Regions from separate parts of the Zea mays genome. Here region 2 is linked to region 1. A link is a contact called in public Hi-C data. All regions are on one chromosome and are shown on one strand. Each heading gives the region's core, a stretch centred on a gene start, on an enhancer-like site or on the middle of the called end of the contact. The rest is flanking DNA. Distances are from core to core; before and after follow the strand shown. Region 1 has its middle 34 kb from the start of LOC100278412. Region 2 has its middle 31 kb from the start of LOC100285616.

Region 1 (3,928 bases), core at 740-3,239:
GTAAATACCGAGCCAATGTGAGAGATTGATAGCTCTAGTAGGTTGTTATTACGATCCTATTTTTATGGCAGATCCGAAAAACATGACAGCCGCATGCATGCGGTTTCTATTTTTATACAGATCCAAAAATTATGGCAAAATGCATGCATGAGTCAAACACGTTCCTTTGCATGCGTGTAAATTTAGGAAAGATATATGTGGCGGTTTCTATTTTTAAATGCTTTATTTTCTCCATAAATTTAGGATCGCTGCAACACTCATGCGACTAGACTCGTAAGGACCAGTTTATGATATATACTGATACTAAATATGCTACAGTGTGTAGATAATTATGCAATTCGGTAAACTGACTAAAAATCTGTTAGCAGCTGCATGCGCACGAATTTATGATGGAAAGAATGTACAATGAAAGAAAATGAATTGCATGCATAGGAACAAAAAATTATATTTAATATTTTATTTCCTTCATAAATATAAGATCCCTCCAATAGCCATGCAGCTAAACACATTAGAATTAGTTTATGATATATACTGATAGTAATTATACTACACAGTGTAGATATTTATGCAATTTTGTATACTGCGTAAAAAATCTGGCATGTTGTTCACTGGTGGACGCATCTACAGGTTGAAGCGTAAAAACCTTAAGTTTTGAGTATAAAATCCATCAATTATAAGCGTAAATATCGAGCCAATGTGAGAGGTTGATAGCTCTATTAGGTTATTATTACGATCCTATTTTTATGGTAGATCCGAAAAACATGGCAGCCGCATGCATGCGATTTCTATTTTTATATAGATCCAAAAATTATGGCAAATCGTGTGAGTTTCCATTGCATGCGTGTAAATTTTGGATTATATTTTCCTTTTTAGTTCATGCGCGCAAAAAATGGATGACATGAGTCACATGGAGCATAAATTCTCATACAACGTCGCATAAATACTTACACCGTGTAGCATAATATATCAGTTCAACTAAGAACGCCAGCAAAAATTAGAGATGGTTTTATGGCAGACGTAAGAATCTAGCATTTCCGAACATAAGTGATTCGGTTTGATTTTTTATGATAATTACGAACAACATAAGGAATTGTCTTTTCAATGTGCATGCAAAAAATATGCATGCAGCAAACTGATATACGAACTCCGTGTTCAAGCATAAAATCATACAGTTTTTAGCGTAAATAATATACATGTGGTAGGCATAAAACATAATAATTAAAAAGAAAACACGAATCAGATGAGGTAGTGGCCGGAGGACGTCGTCGATGACACAAGCACAAATGCAAGTCGTCACTCGGGTCGCCCAAACTGCGCCGGATCGGAGGATGTCACGCGCGATCATCGTTGCGCGCACCTCACGCCTTCCGTGACGCCACTCGCTCGAACCTCGCGCCTCATGCGTCACAGTCGCCACTCGCACGTCGAGGGGCGATGCTTGCTCACCGGCCTTGGAAGTGCCACCGCCTCGGGGCCCTTGGGACGCTGCCGCTTGCCCGCACAAGGGTCCCGCTGTCGCTCGCCCTCTGGATCGGGGAGCCGCCGCCGCAGACCTGGGAACCGCCGCCACTACTCCGGATCGAGGAACCACTGCCACTGCGCGTCGAGGTCAGGGAGCCGCGGCCACCGGCTAGGAGTCCACCGCCGCTCACGCTCTCGGGCAACCGCCGTCGTCGCACGCGCCGTCGCTAATGAATCGGGTGGAGCGTGAAAAACTGAACCCTAACACTCCGGGTCTTGTTTTATAGACGTCCGGACCTGGTCCGGCTCGACCGGATTGCACCGTCCGACCTGGGCTTCCTCTAGTTATTGGAAGCCCAGGGCTCTTAATATATAAACTATATATATATATAAGAAAAAATGGGAAAATAAAATGAAAACAGAAAAGAGAAAAAGAAAGAGGACAAACCAACGCTTGGGCCGAAACTCCCCAATCGGCCCATAACTGTGTGCGTGCCTGCTCGACACACCACTTTGATGGGTGGCCCCTGTGGGCAGCCTCTTCATGCACAACCGTCGCCAACACATGGACACGGTTGCTCAGCTCATTCGTTCACCTCTTACCGTCGATGCAGAGATGAGTTGGGAACATAATCACCTGGATTTCCATACTATTAAAATCCTAACTAACCCTCGTATATATCAATACATTGGCCTTCTCCTTTGGTCATTGCAGCGTGTGGACTCATTGCCATGGCTGCCAAGCGTAGAGAGATCCCCGTCGAGCAAAGAGACGGGGGAGGAGAGAGAGTCAGCGCGCACGGGATCTCAACCACGCTATCCCTCCACCCTTTGTGGGTGGCCGTGGAGTTTAACTTGGGTGCAAGCACTACCGGAATCTGGAACTTTGTCGAGTGTCGGCCTCTTTACCGAGTGTTTTTTGTCGGGCACTCAGCAAAGGTTGCTTTGCTGAGAGCCGCACTCGGCACAGTCCCGCTCTCGATAACAAGCTAGTTTACCGAGTGCAGGACACTCGGCACAGGAAAACTCTCGGCAAAGACAAGTTTGCCGAGTGGCAAACACTCGGCAAAGGTAGCACTCGGCAAAGGGCCGTCAGCGGCCATTCTAAAGCTGACGGTCGTCAGCCTTTGCCAAGGGCCGAGGGTCAGCACTCGGCAAAGTGGTTTCTTTGCCGAGTGCCAAATATTTGGCACTCGGCAAAGTACTCTTTACCGAGTGTCTTCTGTGGACACTCGGCAAAGCATATTTTTATTTTTTAAAGTTTGTCCACCAAACTTTTTGTGGTATGTTCCTACACTATGTAGACCTACATGTATCATTTATGGACAATTATAATAGAGTTTTCAATCGGTAGTAGATTTAGTTCGTTTATTTGAATTTCTTCGAAAAATTCAGATTTGACCTGCAGGTCACTCGAAACTTGAAAAACCGTGCATGCAAAAATGATATCCATGCTACTTAGCACAAGTTATGACCGATTCCAAGAGCGGACCAGAAACTTCGAGCAACATGCTCACTAAACATGGTCGTGAACTTGCCATCCACATGTTTAAAAATTGTATAAAATACAAACAAAGTCAGAAAATCATAAACTTATACACGTGTCATGATGTCATATATAGATGCTGTGATAAAAATTTGAGAAAGTTTCGAGAATGTTGAGACGTACTATGTGTAGAAACCTAGGAGAACTACACATGAAATCATAGAGTTTCAATGTAGTTCTCCTAGGTTTCTACACATAGTACGTCACAACTTTCTCGAAACCTTCTCAAATTTTTATCACAACCTCTACATATGATATTATGACATGTGGACAAGTTTCATGATTTTCTAACTTTGTTTGTGTTTTATATAATTTTTAAACAGCTGGATGGCAAGTTCACGGCCATGTTGTCCAGCAGCAGGCGGCACAGCAGGACGACGACGACCAGCAGCAAGACGACGACGAAGCTCAGCAGATCGCCTCAGGTTCTGGCGCCTCAGGTTCGAGGAGCATCTACCTACGAGGTCCCGCGAGTCTGCCTCAGCGTCCCATACTTCAGGACAGGCGTCCGCTGATTCGGCCAGATGGGGAGAGGCATGTAACTTTATGTTCTTCATTCTTGTTCAAAATCATAATATAAACTAATACTTTTTATTTATCACTTGGACAGGTCTTGGACGGTTGTGTATTATGCTAGGGGTCATCGTCGCCTCCCCAATGACATCCTCAGCCTGCTATGCAGGGAACACTTCCCTGGACTGGTTGAGTACGCTGGAGTGACGGGTCCAGCCTACACCTTCGACCACTACACCGTCGCCCCCAATGCAGTAGACCGGGACGGCCGGGAATTCAATAACAAGGCGGAGCGAGTGAAGCAAGAGTTGTGGGTAAGTCTTAGTATAATGTAAAATATGTCGCATTCATTGCAAATTCTTGAAATAATGTATGAATACATCGTTTTTGTATGCAGGATTTCTTCAG
Region 2 (3,928 bases), core at 392-2,891, 180 kb before region 1:
GATTTGGATTCAATTAGTCGAGCGTTGGCACATGAACTCCATGTGAAGATTTTGGGGTTTCGAGCGCTTCAGAATTGTTTCTAGACGTACATAGGCCATTTATCTATCTTGAAGGATATATTTTTTAACTGACTTCCATCTAAACCCTCCTCTCACCGTCTACTCAGTCTATGAAGGCTGCAGCGGTGGCGTGCAAGGAAATGTGTGTGAATTGAGATTACAAACTTTGTATCTATTGAGTATCATATTGGCATCTAGGTATACACTGACGGTCTGTGTCCTTGCTACTAGATTAAAACAGGCAAGAGTACTTATCACATACGTGATTATACTAACCATTCTATGGGAATTTGTTGGATCTCCCCTAAAAACTGGTCCAGACCTTATCCCCTATAAATATATAGGGGTATGGTCGATTGAGTTTAGTGTATGTAGTCTTGTACCTATATTTTGTACTTAAAATCAATCCTTGAGTTTAGTGTTGTACCTACCCTAATTAATTGGTGAACCGGTGAAAGTTGGATTTTGTTAAAAAAAGGTTTTTACATTGTTAAAGTTGCATGGAAAAGCTAACGAGTCTTCATTTCGTCTTCAATGTACTGTAAAGGGGTAGGCCTTATGTTTCCCCACGTTTTTGTTTTGCAACTACCCGAACTTTCGAATTAATGATAATAAATATAGATATACATACAAACTATACACACTATATTTATAGGTTAATTAATTTGAATTACACTATATTTAGACATATATACACACTTTATTTAGTGTATATAGACATACATACACACTAAATAAAATGTCTAAAACGAATTATATTTTAGGATGAATAGAATAATACAAATATGAAAGTATTCTTTTGGAAATAGTTCATGCATTTTCACATTTTTTGGCAATTTTTCACCTAAACCTAGCTAGAGAGAGAGAAACGTCCATGAAGGTTCCAAACAGAGTTGAAAAATTACGGAGACTCATAAGTTATACTGTATGAACATATTTTTGCATTAGTTTTTTTTTGTAAATTAAAGGCTAGTTTAGTAATCCCATTTTTAAAAGAATTTTTCATTTTACCAAGAAAAATTAGATCATTTTCTTTAGAAAAATAAAAATTCCTTAAAATGTAATTGGCAAACTAGCTCTAAGAAAAAGATTCGGACATGTACATGTCTACCACTAGTGAGTTAAAGTCTCGAAAGTCGTAAGCGAGCATAAAGATTGTCCAAATGGCCGGCAAGAAAGGAACAATACACGTATTTGCTTGATCGGTCAAGTAACAGTGACAGAGCTTGATGCAAGGAAGATGCACGTGGTTCACACCGCGTCTAGGGATGGAGACTGATATCCAGATATCCTAAACATATTGTATCTGTATCTGTTTTTATTATAATAAAAAATTATAGATAAGCGAATAATTATATATTATTTTCAAAATCATGTAGATATCTACGCTCAAGGTATCCGTTTTACATTAGTATTCGATAATATTCAAGTTCGAATTGGAATTCAGTGTAAATCCTCTATCGGGCTCGGGCAGGCCTACCAAATAAAAGCATCCATTGACATCGTCCTGTCCTCGTCCCGGCTGCACTGCATCCCACCACCCGCCACCCGTGCTGTCCGCCATCACGAGCGTGCTGTCAGGCTCCGGCACACGTGTCTCTATCCGTGCGGCTGAGGCCTGGGCCCTAGACGACGACACAGTGATCCATAGTTTAGTAACCGGGAACTAGGAACTTAACCACGTTCCTCGTTCCGGAAACGTTCGTTCCGTTCCGGGAACGTGAGAACAATCTCATTTCAGTAGTGTTAAATTCTAGTTTTAGTAGCGTATCGCGTACCACTTCTTGTTCCTCGATCCCAACTATCGGGAACCTGGTTACTAAAGATCCATACGATACGGGGTGTGTCGCCAGGTTCGTCTTGTCCGCCTCAGTCTCTTGTGCGTGCTGACTTCCGATTGGCTATGTATACAGTATGTAATCATCACTCCTCACTCCGAGGCACAGAAGGCCACTCGATCGTCCATTTGTTTTTATTCGTCCTGTTCAGGCTTGCCCATGCTGTCATGCGCCTGCGAGCTGCAAGCCTGCAATGCTGCATGCTGGATCAAATTAAGTGCGAAGTAGGAGTAGGCTATCCTTGAAGGATCAGTTTGGATTCATGATTCCCTGTAGAGATTAGAGGGAATTGAGTAAGAAATAAGTTCATTTTCTCATTAATACTACTCCTCAATTTTCATAGAAAATTAGTGTATCCAAACTAGCCCTAATTATCTACTAGGTGAGTACCCGTGCGTTGCAACGGGAACATATAATAACATAATAACTTATATACAAAATGTGTCTTATATTATTATAAAAAATATTTCATAATCCATTTGTAATCCTAGCCATACATAAATTTTGTTATTTTAATTTAGTTGTTTCACTACTCCATTGCAACCATCAGTATCATGCAGACTTTGATATATGCCACGATTTGCATGGTCTCATTATTGAAGAGCACGTGTCACACCTGCCGGTAGAAGTTCTCTCGTACATTGTCAGTCATCAGGTACGCACCACCATACACGCTTGCTTAAACAAAAAAACAAGTGTATGTGTTTGCGAAGAGAATTAAAGGCAGGCCGGCACAAAAGCTACCCTGACGATGGCGAGTGGTCATTGTTGTCGGTCCTCCTCTGCGTCACCTCTGGTACCAAGATGATGCCATAGTCCTTGATATAGTAGTCGTCGAACGCGCATGACATGGCGAGTGCCGATGACTCTTGGCTGGGCTGCCAAACGAAGTGCACCCCGGGCTCATCAGCGAGGTAGTACACCTAGTCGTTGCACCACCGGATGTGCTACTCTTCTACATAAATCTTGTTCGAGGACACTCACACAACGTCAGCAACGACCGTCGTCCTAGCGCACAAGAATTCATGGCCGGTCAGTAGTGACTTACGTGGGAGGTTGAGCTTCAGGTGGATGATGAGCTGGACGGTGTGACGGCGCCGTTGTCGGAAGCGGTGCCCAGAACAACCCGAGAGTCGCCGGCGTTGGCGACGGCCATGAGGTCCCCCTATTTGAAGATGGACAGCGCGGTGCAGCCGCTCTGGACCGTGTCCAAGCGGCGGCTGCGCCGGAGCTTGCCGAACACAGCGACGCATGCAGTCACGTAGTACTGCTTCAGAGGTCGAACTGGCAGTCGCCAAGCTTCTTTTCGTCGTCGATGAGCGACGCCAATGCGAGCGCCTCCTGCCAGTGGTGTTTGTTCGGGGTTTCCAAGTAAGAAACATGGATTCATCTTTGGCATTGGTTTATGAAAATGACTCACAAGTCAGAGCCATGGAAAACTATTACGGAGAATAAATGTCACACATATAAAAAAAATTTAAGTTGAAAACATTATTCAAACAAAAGAAATTGCATGCAAGGCTCTTTTTTAAATACTACTCCCTCCATCCAAAAATATAATTCAGGAATCTTGTTGATAATTATCTACTACTACACATTGTGCAAAGGTAGCAGGTGGGCTTTGGGAGAGACGTAGTATATATTTTTACTGTAACAGATGTTGACATAAACACACATGTGTTGTAGTGGTAGCTACGAGCACATTTGCTTGAGAGGTCGCAGGTTTGAATCCCATTGGAGCCACATTTGTGTTTTTTTAATTTAATTTTAGCTAGGCGTGGGATGCACGTGGGAATGGGAATATGATTTGCGGGGAGGGGGAATGAGAAAGACAGTGCGAGGAGGGGGTAATGGGAAAGCCAGAACACAGAATGATAGCCGAGAATGGGAATGTGCTTTGTGAGGAGGGGGAGGGGGAATGGGAATGGCAGAACACGGAATGACAGCCTACCCCTTACCGCCTTAATAAGTAGTAAAGATTTCACGGCTGATTTTAAACCTTATTCTATTTGTTGATGTTAGAAGAAATT

What was found. A called contact is a pair of places that touch in the nucleus more often than the background predicts.
Region 2: a contact with region 1 is called in a Hi-C map of leaf, with 2.5 times the contacts expected there. The contact joins two enhancer-like sites.

Annotation. Positions count from the first base shown.
Region 1 is chr4:227,302,067-227,305,994 of Zm-B73-REFERENCE-NAM-5.0, reverse strand. No RefSeq gene overlaps it. Among protein-coding and RNA genes, the nearest start is that of LOC100278412, 34 kb to the right of the region's middle. Within about 2 kb of position 1,989, at least 6 of the 20 cell types and tissues checked have an H3K27ac peak or open chromatin away from gene starts, as enhancers often do. A contact at or near this core is called in leaf, where this site is marked.
Region 2 is chr4:227,483,749-227,487,676 of Zm-B73-REFERENCE-NAM-5.0, reverse strand. No RefSeq gene overlaps it. Among protein-coding and RNA genes, the nearest start is that of LOC100285616, 31 kb to the left of the region's middle. Within about 2 kb of position 1,641, at least 17 of the 20 cell types and tissues checked have an H3K27ac peak or open chromatin away from gene starts, as enhancers often do. A contact at or near this core is called in leaf, where this site is marked.